2 separate regions of the Mus musculus genome follow, and region 2 is linked to region 1. The links are chromatin contacts, called in public HiChIP or PLAC-seq maps. All regions are on one chromosome and are shown on one strand. The core of a region is the stretch at or near the end of the contact, and the rest is flanking DNA. Distances in the headings are between cores, read along the strand shown.

Evidence for each region. HiChIP or PLAC-seq counts read pairs in DNA pulled down with a chosen protein or histone mark.
Region 2: a contact with region 1 is called in an H3K4me3 HiChIP or PLAC-seq map of bone marrow-derived macrophages, with 4 times the contacts expected there. The contact joins the enhancer-like site here to the promoter of Dctn6 in region 1. A contact is called at or near these places in 3 of 39 promoter capture datasets (embryonic stem cells, liver and neutrophils), 6 of 115 datasets of contacts at active chromatin or transcription factors (bone marrow-derived macrophages, embryonic hindbrain, embryonic stem cells and 3 more) and 2 of 9 other capture datasets (adipose tissue and liver).

What each region holds. Positions count from the first base shown.
Region 1 is chr8:34,106,056-34,112,928 of GRCm38.p6, reverse strand. It overlaps Dctn6 (dynactin 6), which reads left to right and starts at 4,217. Exons shown (of 7, transcript NM_011722.4): 1 at 4,217-4,510; 2 at 6,523-6,587. The coding sequence starts at 4,488. It also overlaps a transcript of Mboat4 not described here and the pseudogene Gm10131.
Region 2 is chr8:35,382,614-35,389,486 of GRCm38.p6, reverse strand. Ppp1r3b (protein phosphatase 1, regulatory subunit 3B) reads right to left here. Exons shown (of 2, transcript NM_001364452.1): 2 at 1,348-5,503. The coding sequence starts at 5,478. The coding sequence ends at 4,624. Among named protein-coding and RNA genes, the nearest start is that of Ppp1r3b, 9.4 kb to the right of the region's middle. Within about 2 kb of position 2,401, at least 10 of the 459 cell types and tissues checked have an H3K27ac peak or open chromatin away from gene starts, as enhancers often do. A contact at or near this core is called in bone marrow-derived macrophages and microglia, where this site is marked.

The DNA of each region.
Region 1 (6,873 bases), core at 2,968-5,467:
ATTATTCCTAAAATCTGGGCATCCTGACAGTGTCTTCATTTCTTCTCCCAACTACTTTACCCACTTTGTGGGTTTTTTTTTCTTTTCAAAGTCATTGTAATACATAACCCCCCCCCCCCATTTCCCTCCTTTTCCTGATCTGATGAACTAAAACCTGAAGAAGCACCACACTATCCTTGGTGTTTCTCCTCTAACAGTTATGGGGTCACTCATTGTTAACTTGCTTGTATGGCAGCCCCATAGTGATGACAACCTAGCGTATCCCTCTCAGGGAATAATACAGAGCTCACAGCAGGCACCCTGAGCCCCTGGACTGGGGAATTACTTTCTAAGCTACACACTCAACACTACCACACCCAGGTCCTCCTTGAGCCCTGCAAGTATTTCAACTGAAAGCCCAGAGCCGGGAGCTAGAGAGATGTCTCTGTGGTTAATAGCACTTTCCAAATCACCAAGGTTCGATTCCCAGCACCCATATGGCATTTCACGACCACCTATAACTCAGCTCCAAGAATTAGACACTTCCTTCTGGACTCTCTGGGCACACAAATACACATAGCATTCATACACACACGCAGGCAATATATCCATACTCCTAAAAACTGTAAATAAATTAATTAATGATTAAAAACCAACCAACCAATCAACCAAGAGTCTGGCAAGATTGCTCAGTGGTTAAGAGCACTGGATGTTCTTCCAAAGGATCCAGGTTCTATTCTCTGCATCCACCTGGAGGTTCACAACTGTCTAAAACTCCAGTTCTAGGGAAAACTGACACCTTCTGGCCTCCAAGGTCACTGAAATACATGCAAGGCTCCTATATACATAATAAAAACGATAACACAATACAAACCAGTAAAGTCGAAAAATAATAAACCAAGCAACAAAACTATCATCAGATATACAAATCCCAACACAGTGACATAGTATGACACAGTTATGACAACAAAACTTCTCTAAAAGATGCTAACCCTCTAGTAAGAGCATTTAGTGAGAGTAAGTTGAACCCACCCAAAGAACTCAAACTAAGGATTGCAAACATGTTCAAAGGCACAGACAGCTGAATAAGGAAGGGATACAGGATAGAAGGATCCAATAATGAGACAGAAATACTGAAGAAAAACTACTCTGAGATGCTAGAAGTGAAAAACATAGTGAGTCTGTGGAGGCTTGAATGAAAAGTCACCTCTAGGTTAGCGGCGGCTGCAGCAAGAGCGTTTGGCGCGATGTCTCACACCATTTTGCTGGTACAGCCTACCAAGAGGCCAGAGGGCAGGACTTATGCTGACTATGAGTCTGTGAATGAGTGCATGGAAGGTGTTTGTAAAATGTATGAAGAACATCTGAAGAGGATGAATCCCAACAGCCCTTCCATCACATACGATATCAGCCAGTTGTTTGATTTTATTGACGATCTGGCAGACCTCAGCTGTCTGGTTTACCGAGCTGATACACAGACATACCAGCCGTATAACAAAGACTGGATCAAAGAGAAGATCTACGTGCTCCTCCGTCGGCAGGCCCAACAGGCTGGGAAGTAATTGAGTCGGAAGCATTGGGGCTGGGGGTGGACTTGGAACAGGTACATACAGCGTGCTGTAGCGAACCTTTTGTATGATAGCGATCCTGTTTCAACGTTGTTACACTCAAGCCAAGATTGAATGTCTGACATGAACCGTGAATGATCTTGTCACTCTGAAGCCACCGTGGCCCTTTGCTCCTTTACTTTCATTTTTTTACTTAAACATTTTTATGATAATACAAATAGAAAACATTTTTGCCATTTAAGGTTGGTTCCGGTCCTTGAAACTGTCGAGTCTGCTTTTAAGCAGTGAGCGCACTAACCCTTTGTGGGGGTGGGGTGGGGACAAGGTTAGTCATATAGCCTCTGGGAAAGTCTCAGTGAAAAATAAAGAAATGTTCTGTAGTTGTATTTTCAAAAAAAAAAAAAAAAAAAAAAAAAAAGAAAAGTCACCTCTATAGTCTCCGGTATTTGAACACTTGATCAGAATTTGGTGGTGTTGTGAGAGGAGGAATAGGAGGTGTGGCCTTAACGGTGGAAGGTGTGGCCTTAATGGTGGAAGGTGTCACAGAAGGTAGGCTTTGCCACATTCCTTGCTTTTTCTGTTCTGTGCTTGTGGTTCCAGTTGTGAGCTCTTAACTTCCTGTTCCTGCCCGTGTGTCCGCCAATTGCTGCCCTGCATCACCTCTGCAGTCACATACTCTTATTTTTCTGGATCCGTAAGCCAAAATAACCCTTTTCTTTCTAAAGGTGTGTTCTGTCTCTGTGAGTTCCAGGCCAGCCTGGTCTACACTGCCAATTCCAGGCCAGCCAGGGATGCATAGTGAGGCTCTTGTCTCAAAACAACAAAAACACCAACACAAATAGCCCCGTGGGAAACCTCAGAGACAGGACAGACCAAGGAGAGGACAGAATGTTTGATCTTAGAGACACCTGCAGGAACTAGAGCAATTCAGCAAGGACAACGGTGAAGAGATGGCTCAGAGGTGAAGACAGGCACTGACTGCTCTTCTAGAGGTCATGAGTTCAATTCCCAGCAACCACATAGTGGCTCCCAACCATCTGTAATGAGATCTGATGCCCTCTTCTGGTGTGTCTGAAGAGAGTGACAATATACTCGCATACATAAAATAAATAAACCTTTTAAAAAATAAGAAGAAAAGAAAAAAAAAAGTATAAATGGGAGTTCCAAGATCTACTCTAAAGTCTAAGACAAACTCTGTGGGCTACAGACATATGAAGTGAAGAATCTTATCCTAAAGGCTTAGAACACAGTTTCAAAAGAATTGTGACAGGAAAGGCCCCCACAGGTTTAGGGAGATTGAGGAAGTAGATACAGGAAGCACTAGACAGGAAGACCAGAAAAGAACCTCCCCTGTCATACTGTATTTAAAACACTAACATGGAGGACCATAAAAGAAAAAAAAAAGTGTATTTAAAGTGCAAGAGAGCATCACCACACCACATCACCTGAACAGGTGTGTCCCTCTGAATGAAGGTAGGCTGTTCAGCTGAAACTTTAAACGTCTTGCAAGAGCTCACAATGATGTATTTCAAAGTCTGAAAGTACTCTGGTACTGCACCCACTAAACCTACGTGTTCTAGCTAAAGGAAAAATAAACACTTTCTACTGCAAAAACAGACTCAAAGCTGGGCAGTGGTGGCGCACGCCTTTGATCCCAGCACTCCGGAGGCAGAGACAGGTAGATTTCTGAGTTCGAGACCAGCCTGGTCTACAGAGTTAGTTCCAGGATAGCCAGGGCTATACAGAGAAACCCTGTCTCAAAAACCAAAAACAAACAAACAAACAAACAAACAAAACCAGACTCAAAGAACACATTACCACTAAGCCAGGTCTACAGAAGACCTGAAGGAATCTTTCAGATTGAAGAGAGAAACAAGTCCCTCTGAGAAATCATAAAAAAGAATAAACCACACTAGAAAAACTGTTAAAACAATACAACAACCACTATAAAAACCAGGAAAATGGCAGGAGCCATAACTCTGAGTAACCAAGGGTGACCTTGAATTTGTGATCCTTCCTGGGCTGGGTTTATGGGTGGGTTCTGCCATGGCCAGTTTCGTGTGACTCTCTGGAATGAACTCTGGACTTCATGCATGCTAAGCAAGCACTGTACCAACTGAGCCAACAGCCCCAACACACCCCCTTTAAGATATTTCTTGGTGTGACTAGAAATTGCTTAATTAAGAAACAGATTGTCCCGGATAACCAGGAGTGGGCCAGATTCAATCAGTTTAAAGGGTTCAGAGCAACACTGAAACTTCCCCCCTGAAAAGAAGAAATTCCACCTGTGGGTAGCAGCTTGGCCTTCCAAATGAAAAAGTCCCAGCTTGATCTACGGGTTTCGAACTTGCACAGCAGATCCCTAACTAATTCCTAACAAAACCCTCGTAATTCATATCTCCTGCTGGTTTTGCTTCTCAGAATGAATCCTTATTATGCCACCTGGGTCCTACGTAGCAGTAGTTGGGAGATGGAAAGACAGCTTGGTTTCTTCAAAGTTTAATAGCGTGAGATGACAAAGCCTCAGAAGAGCCAAGCACACACACATACACACGCATACGCGCGCACGCGCGCGCTTGTAAAGAGACGTTTAAAAACTGGATTTGATGTTCAAAAGAGATTTTGACAGGCTTAGGGAGGAAGTTAAACGTAGAGTGAACTTAACGATAAGGATCAGGGCTGATGGGGTTAGGATAGACTTGGTAAACACTGTCAAGTGGAAAAAACGACTTTCCAGGAGGCAGAAGCGAAGCAAGCCAAGCCAACCCCGAAAAGCAAACCATCCTCAGCACGCAAGCGCGAACCTGGAAAGCAGAAGGCGGGTCTCTCAGGCCCCGCCTCTCCCAGGCCGTGCCAGGCTCTGCAATCCCATGCAGAGATCATCGCTCTAGCCAGGCTGCAAAAATCGATCTCAGCTCTTCCTGAGACCCGGGCTTGACGATGGCGGAGAAGACGCAAAAGAGGTACGTGTTAACACCTCCGCAGGGGCAGAACCCGTTTCTGGTCGCGGCGTGGGGGCACTGAGACGGTGTATAGGTGGATGGCTCCATAATCCCATACCTGGCGTCCGTGGGGTGTGGGGGCGGAGAGGGTTTGTTCCGTGACCCCCACCCATCCCAGCACGCCTGCGCAGACTCCATTGGGGCTGCGTGGGGGACTCAGGGAGGCTGAGGGAGGTTGTGCGGGCGAGAAGGCTGCTCAGCGGTGGCTGCACCGTCGGCCCTGCCTCTGATCAGGAAGAGGGAGGCCTGGAAGAAGACACTGATGCTGTCATCCTTATGTCAGTGCCTGAGAGCCCAGGGCCGGCAACTATGGCTTTTCCTGTCACAGTCTTCACCAGTGAGAGCCGTTGGTGGAAAGAGACCGCATGGATAACAGAAAAGCATAGGGATTCATTTGCCGTTGCCTCCTTTGTCCTGGGATTAATGTCTTGAGATATACATATACATATACAGCTGTATGTATATGCATGTATCGGTGTTAAGGTGTGTGCGTGTGAATGTTGTCTCTCAAGCCAGAAGAGGGCGTGGATCGCCCCGGAAGCAAGCATTCAGTTATCACAGGACAAAGATCTAGAGAGACAGGGTGTTTCTGGGCAACTTTCGGCTCAGAATCGAGAATACTGGTGTCAGAACAGTGACGCCCCAGGAATAAACTTTGCTCTAAGAACTTTGTGGTATGCATTATCATTTGATGGTCTGTAGAAATTCTAGGGTTAGTGTCCTGATGAGTTCTAACTGTCAGCTTGAAACAACTTAGAGTCATCTGGGAAGAGGGAACCTCAATTGAAGGATCGTCCATGTCGGGGTGAGTGTCTTGATCTGTGATTGAGATGGGAAGGCCCATCCCACTGTGGGCAGAGCCATCTCCAGTCGGGTAGGCCTGGGCCATTTAAGAAAGCTACTTAGCAAGTGGGCCAGTAAGCAGTCATAGTTCCTGCCCTGAGCTCCCTGGGCATGGTGAGCAGGAAGTGTAAGGCGAATAAACCGTCTCCTCCCCACGCTGCATTTGGTCATGGTCTTTATCACAGCGACAGAAAGCAAGACAGAACAGTTAGAATACTGTTAAGAAATAAAATCCAAAGCTGTTTTGTTAAGCATTTAAAAGTATATGTGATTTTGGCCTAATAGGCTGTGTGCCACTTAAGAAGTTCATAATACATTAAACATTCTTACCACTGACTTGCTATTTTTCCATGAATCTCTTAAAACCTTTTTCTTAGCTACAGAGTCAGCATAGCTGTATTAAAAACTTTTTTTCATATTATTTTTTGGTGGTGTGAATGACACAGTCTCCTATAGGCTCATGTGTTTGAGTACTTAGACCCCAGTTGATGGTGCTGTTTAGAAAGATGCTCATGCACACTCGCACTTGTGAGTGCATGTGTATGTGTGTGTATGTTTGTTCTTGCTTGCACATGCATGTGTGTTTCAAGCTGTGGTGTCTCAGCTTCCTGGTTTTCTGCCACCTGCTGCCTGGCTCCTCACAATGATGGACTCTTATCCCTCTGGAATCTTAAGCCACAATAAATTGTTGCCTTCTACAAATTGCTCTGGTTACGGTGTTTCATTTCCACAACAGAAAAGGAATCCCTTCACATTGATTGATTGATGGATAATTGAATGTGTTTATATGCGTGAGAGTACACACATGCAGTAGTATACTTATGGATACTTATGGACACTTATGGAAATTGATTCTCTCCTTCCACCGTGTAAGACCCAGGGATTGAACTCAGGTGGGCAGACTTGGCAGCAAGCACCTTCCTTTATCAGCCCCTTTCTCCACTGAGCCATCTGGCTGGCCCCAGCATACCTTCTGTAACATATTTACATTTTAATTTTATTTCCATGGGTTCCAAGGCTCTGAATGGGTCACTGGGCTTAACACAGCAGGGCTTTATCCATGGAGCCCTCTCACCCACCGTCCATACTTTCAGTGTTACTCAGGATGAGTGTTCTCTTTCTTCCTACAGTGTGAAGATTGCTCCCGGAGCAGTAGTGTGTGTAGAAAGCGAAATCAGAGGAGATGTAACCATAGGTAAGAAAATGGTTGATGTTTCTCGAGAGCTAATGCTGGGTAACCAACTTTAGCGCTTCTCCTTTCAGTCCAGTTGTTTGTGTCTGTTACGCTGAGGCTTACAATTTTTATTGGTTTTGTTGTTATTTGTTTTGTTTTGAGTTTTTCGAGACAGGATTTCTCTGTGTAGCCCTGGATGTCCTGGAATTCTGTAGACCAGGCTGGGCTCGAACTCAGAAATCCACCTGCCTCTGCCTCCCAAGTGCTGGGATTAAAGGCGTGTGCCACCACTGCCCAGCATTTATTT
Region 2 (6,873 bases), core at 1,152-3,651, 1.3 Mb before region 1:
ATGGTCAGTTGAAACGAATGCTACGGTCCTTTGGTGAGGCAGAACATCACAGCAGAACTAATGTGGGGGTCCCAAGTAGTTTACTTCAGGGCAGCAGAAAAAGAGGGAGACAGGAAGAGATGCAAGGCAAGAGGTGTGCCCAAAGGCGCCCTTCCCCTCTTGTGATTTACATTCTCCAACCAAGCCCCACCTCTTAAATTTCCTACCATCTCCCAAAATAGCAAGGCTAACTTGAGACCAGTCTGAGAGACATTTCACATTCAAGCCACAGGATCTATAGATGGAGCGCATGGCTGAATCTACATACTAACTGCACAACTCTTGCTCCTGCTACCATTCCACAGCTCTGCTGCTTGGGTTTTCCCAGGGGGAGGCTGCAGGCTGCAGACACTTCACCCCTCCCACTCCCCCTTCCCCTGCAAACCTCCCTCTCCTTTTTTTTTTGTTTTTTTGTTTTTTGGTCTTTTTTTGTTTTTGTTTGTTTGTTTTGTTTGCTTGCTTGCTTTGTTTTTAAGTTCTGGAATTGTTTTAATGTGGCGAATGCCAGGATGAGTGCACCAGAGTTGAATGGAACCGCACAGTTCTGTCAGTGAGCTCTTCCGGTTCCAGTTCGTTACATTGCAGAAACCTGGGCACAGTCGCTTCTTTCCAGAGGATTCGGATAGCCAGGGATCAGGAGGCTAGGTCTACAAGTTGATGGAACTGGAGGAGCCTTGCTGGGAGGTTGTGGGTAGGAACATAGCAAAGGGATAGCTGTGTAGGGACGCCAAGGCTCTGCCTCATTGACTCGGAGCCTATAGCAAAAACCTTGGCCTTTAAATAATCAGGGCCAGGGGTTGGGGTGGTGGGTAGCGTCCCTTTGTTTTTTTGAACTTCTGAAAATCTCACGCAGGGTACACATCTGCATTCAATGGTGGAGGATAGGCCACACCAGCAGATGGTTTCTTTTCCTGGTTACCGAGTCTTTGTGATGGAGAAGTTCAAAGCTGAGAGCGCCATAGATAGTTTACCCAGGACTGTCTGAATCCACACGCTTGTCTGCTCTACCTTCCGAGAGGGAGGGAAGAAGCAAGAGTCGGGAACTTGGATGACTAGGATCCATAGAGGACAATAATCACCTCTGTCCCTCCTCTCTGGTTCTAGGTGAAGGCTCCATCACCTGCCTTCACTGCCAGATAGCTTAAAGCACTGGTCCCCTCCCCACCCTGCAAGCCTTCCAGCTTTTCATATCCACTGAATACAACCTGTACCTTAAAAAATACAAAGACATGTATAGAAAAAAAAAATCATTGACTTAAAATATGCTTCCCCTTCTTCCAACGCTAAAAATAGAAGGAATAGTTTTCATTTTCTTTTCTTTCTATATTTATTACGTTTTTGCTTTTGAGATACAAAGAAATCATTCTCTTCCACCACACACACACACACACACACACACACACACACACACACACACACACACACACACACATCCATTCTTGTGATTTTTTTTAAAGTGCATTTCCCCTCTACCAATGTATACAAAAATATGTCTTACAAACATGCAGAAGTTTCTGAACAAGGCACATGTAGGCATACAATGACGACAAGCCCGTCAGTTGAATGTTCACATTAAAGCAAAAGTGTAACATCATCACGTGTGCACTCTAGAAGTCCACGTGCCCCAGGGGCCTCTGGGAACTGCAGCAAAACCGTGGAAACACTCACAGCTTTGCTGATGGAGCTGGAGGCATCTCACAGAACCTCAGCAAGAGAAATGTCTTTGAGTGACTCTGGACGATCCCGTTAGAGGTAAGATCCCAGAATTTCGGGAACATCTTATCTGCAGTTTCTGTGATCATGCCAGGAGATGCGGCTGAGTGCAGATTTCCCAGAATCAGGAGCCACCAAGCTTACATCTCAGGGATAAAATAACTCCCACCATTGACTCAAGTTGCTTTAGTTTCTGCAGAACTACAGACTTCCATTATGCCTTCCTAGCTTTCTAGAGAAAATATTCTTACAACACTCAAACGGCTTCTTACAAGAAACATGTCTTATGGTCTAGCTTATTTATTGTACCCATTTTGCCAAAGCACCCCAGGGAATTTGGGGAAATAAATATGGAACAAAGAATGGGGTTGCCTTCCCTTCCTGGATCACAATGTCTGGGGATTAGGATCCATCCATCATCCTAGCCAAGAACTGCATGAAGACAGACCTCCAGGTCAAACTTGCCGTGGGATCTTCAAGCAAGGGGCCTGTCGTCTTCTGAGCTGCGTAAATTTGTCTACAGTGGTGAACTCTGAACAATGCATAGAGTTTCTAAATGCAGCTCCCGAGGCTATCTCAGAGTCATGGGACAGACTGGGTCAAAAGAAGGAGGGCTGTATTGGAGGCAGAAAGCAGAAGGAAGACTCTTCTGTCTCTGAGTGACAGCCTTGATAAGGAAGTCAAGCACAGCCCACGGACTGCTTCAAGGGAAGGGTCCTGGTGAGCAGGCAAAGGCACAACATGCCCCTGGAGCTGAGCAGTGGGTGTGCACCCCAGGTGTGCTGGCTGGGGGGCTTTCAAGCAGTGCTCGTGAGCAAGAAAGCTGGGGCAAATCTGGGCAAAAGGGGGTGAGGGTATGTCTGCTTTAGGAGGGACATATAACATGGAATTACCATATTTTATATTTTGACTCGGAATGTCTGAAGATCATCCATACCACTGAACAGATTCCATTCCGTACCTCGCCCCCGCCCCCAGCCATTTTATGATCTTTAGTCTGCATCTATGTAAGAAACAGTGCCCTTGGCTGCCTTCCTTCTTAACACACAATGCATGACCCATAGAGAGCAGTTTTGCTTTCTATCCAATTTCAACCTAGCTGCTCTGGTCAACAAATCCGGAACATTTAAAGTACACCCATCTAGGAGATACATGGCCTGCTTAGATAAAACACAAACTCCTGGCCCCAGCTTCAGCCTCATGGCACAAAGATGATTTCCTCACAGATAATCAGCATGCAATCCCAGATCGCCACCCATCTGGGAGAGGCACAATATACAAAGCACAGATTACAGACTAGTACCAGTTTTAGGAATAAGAAATCATAGAAAATAACATTTAAAAAGTCAAAACATTTGAATCTTCAAAAGTGAAAAAGTTAAGATAAAAAATAAACCACACATGCTAGGATTAAAAACATTTGATGTCTGCCTGATGCTAACTTATAAAGCCAGAGGGCACAGGGCTACGTCCAGTGGCCCCCACCTCCGAAACCATGAGACTCTGCTCCTTTCTGTCTTGTCTCAGGGAAACATCACTTCAGTAAGGAAATGAAACAGGCATCTTTTATCAAACTTCCAAAACAAAACAACACCCCTAATTCTACAAACTCGCATTTAAAAAAATCTCCCCTATAATTCTAATTTGCCCTAGAGAAAAATCACAGGGTTTGGGGGTTCACCCAAGGGTAAGAACTCCAGGAGTCTCACGCTAGCGTATGAAAGCGCATTGCACTCCAATATGGTTAAGAAAACTTCATCTGATACCTCAGAGTTGACAAACATTTAAAATAACATAGAAAAACGTGAGGTTTTTCTCCCCTATCTTTTTATAATACACACCATAAATAAAAACACCCGATCAATGTCCTTGGGGGTTCATAAAGCATCCTGAATATGAATATATATCTAAGCACAGTCTGGAGGACTCGAGGAGATGCCAGTCTTGCTATTTGAAAGCCTCAGACAAGGCACTGAAGTGGAGGCTCCAGGAGACATGAGAGCTATGACTCTCTTCAAACACAAACAGTTCACACACACCGGCCAGGCAAGTGGAAATGCATCTTGTCATTGAGTCCTCTTCTGGTAACTCCGGGTGAAACGGTGCTTCAAAAGCTCCCCCAACATCCAAGAGGAAAAGCTAAAAGTTCAGACTGTCCCACCTTGTCCCAGTGCTGTACCCTGTGACCCCACATGGGAACCAATGACTTTCTAGTAACTAATATGTTGCTCTCTTCTGGAATATAAAGGAGGGGTCAGGAGGAGAGAGGGGGGAGGGAATGCCTATCCCAGACACGAGCTACTTATTTGCTTTGTCTCTCTTGTCCAGATCACTGGATAGACTGTAGCGGGAGGAAGTGTAGTGAAAGAGCTCGCACAGAAAGCGCCCGCCCCCGGCCCTCTTCTGAGGCTGCTGGGTATCAATCAGGCCAGTGTGTCCCAGAACTGAGGTGGCTCCCTTCGGAGTACTCGTGGAATGAAGGAGACGCATGGAAAGCCATGAGCGGGGACAGGACCTCGAGGTCAATGGTAAGGCTGGAGATTGGTTTCTGGGTGACTTTCAGAGTCCAAGTGTGGAAGAGAGGCCAGCTTCCTCTGTCCTTGCCAGCTTGGCTCCTCTCCAGACCCTTCTGGCACCATCCTGCGCATTCCCTTGTGGCCAACCCGGATGCCACAGAGGATCAGCACCGCTCCACTCCTCTGAGCAAGAAACCGGGTGTGATGGAAACACGCTGGACTTGCTGGTTTAAGAAAAAGGTGAACAGGAGCCTGTCTTTTCAAAAACCACGCCTAGTGGCAGTTCAACTTTCCTCTGGCCTTCCGTTCTCTCGCCTCCATCTTGATCTGAGCCACGGACTGTCACCTGCAGTCACTAGTAGTAGGGCCCCAGCTTTTCATATCCCAGATAACTAGGCCACTCTGGAAACAGGCCAAAGGAACACCGAGGGCTCCCAAACTGGTCAAAAGAGATTCCAAAATCTGGTCCATTGTACGGCTCAATCTTTCCCGGAGAGGATCGGAGTTCAGCCCGGGTGATCCTGTAGTTTTTGCCTTTGTTGCTGTCCCAGTACGCCTGGCCGTTACACTCGTAGCACACGGCAAACTCCATTCTTTCGTAAGACTGAATTTTCTCGGGTAAGCTGATGTCAAAGGAGAATGTGTCCCTGTCTGAACCAGCGTAAGTGTCCTTCACATACTGACAAGGGAAATCTGTGAAGCTTTTCCAGGTGTCAAATGTCATCCTGATCTTCACAACCTTCTCGAAGGCCAGGTTCTGGACCTTCACGGTGCCCGCGATGGCCTTATCCTTCAGCACACAGTTTTCTAGGCAGACGTGGTTGGTCTGAAGGCGATTTCTGAAGTCTAAGTAATCTGCGGAAGGCTGCGGAAAATCCAAAACAAAGCTCTCGCTCTCTGCTGTCGTCAGACTCACGATGTTGTCTAGGAGCTCGGTGATGTTAAAGGGAATATCTAGTGGGTCATCGAATTCCGAGAACACTTTCACCATTGTCAGGGCCAGCCCCTGGTTGTCGGCGAAGGACACCCGCTTCTTCACCTTCTTCTCCTGCACTGCGGGGGCCACCATTCCACTGGCTTCATCCTTGCTGCCCAGCTGGATACAAGGCCTCAGGGGCTTGCTCAGTTTGGGGGAGATCTTGAAGGTGAAGCGCTCTCTGCGTAAAGAAGGGGCCATACTGCTGTAGCTGTATTGGATGTCCACAGCCATCACGCTAGGCGAGCCGGCTAGCAGTCTGGGAAAGGGGAGATGAGAGAAAACAGCAAAGAGGTCAGATAGATGCTTAAACCCGCATTCTGGCAGGGACAGGCAAACAATGTTGCCTTTCATCTGGGCTCTCTGCTCCCCTGTGGTCTCACAGGACCCAGGTTTCTGCAAAGACTGTGTGGAAGGGAGCATAACCTGGGGGGAGGGGGGAGAGGCTGGGGGAGGGGATGGAAAAAGAAGCTAAGGGTAAAACCAACAAAGACAAGACTATGGGATTCAACAGTTTGAAGGCTAATCCATTGGCTTTTCTGCCAGGATGCTAATACACCACAGAGAAGAATGAAAGGCATTAAGAATCAGAGTTTTCTGTCAGGTCCATGAGGGAGCCCGCCCTTCATCCTAGCACTTGGGAAGCAGAGTCGGGTGGATTCTGAATTCGAGGCCGGCCTGGTCTACAGATTGAGTTTCAGGGCTACACAGAGAGATCCTTTCTTGAAAACAAAAGAATATGGTTTCCTATTGCTTGCAGATTTACTTATTTGACCAAAAGATACCCACCCCCTTTTGGAGTATAGACCCAACGAACAATTGATCTGAGAATAGTTTTTGCTATACACTGTAGACTATTATTTGACAAGTAAAACTTCTATATTTCCAGACTGGTGAGATAGCTCAGAGAAATCCCTGAGACCCACATTGTTGATAGAGGAAACCAGTACCCACAAGTTGTCCTCTGACTTTTACACACGCTGCGTGGAGCACAAGAACCCATACTAAATAAATAAATAAATGCAATAGAGATGCTGTTTTGACGTATGGACACATTGTGGGATGGCTGACACACTTAACATGCATTTCCTCACGTACTTGGGAGGTGTGGTGAGAATATTTAAAAATCTACCCTAAGCAATTTTCAGATACACACTGTTATTAATGATGGCCTCCGTGATGATGCAATGGGTCTCTTGAATGTGCTCCTTTGGAATTAAAGATTCATATCTTTGGATAGATAGTTCCCCAGTTTCTCGGGGTGCTGCACCTTGCAGTCGCTGTTCTATTACATATTCAGTGAGCTCATCCTCTTCAGGTTCTACATGAATTGGTCTCCTTGACTCTCTGTAGCCAGCTTACTGCACTTAGCGCGGTGCCCGCCAGGTTCCTCTCCATGCCTCAACAATGACGCCACTTCATTCTTGTCTGTGATTGAACATCAAGCACTCCACTGTCTATGCACACCACATGGTCTTTGTGCATTCATCCCCTGAGAGACACTTAGCTAGGTTTCATATCTGGGCTCTGAGTATTGCTACATGAATACGGGACTATAAATGTCACCTCAACATCCTGATTGCCTATCCCTTGAATGCACACCCTAAAGTCGGTGGATCATGTAGTCAT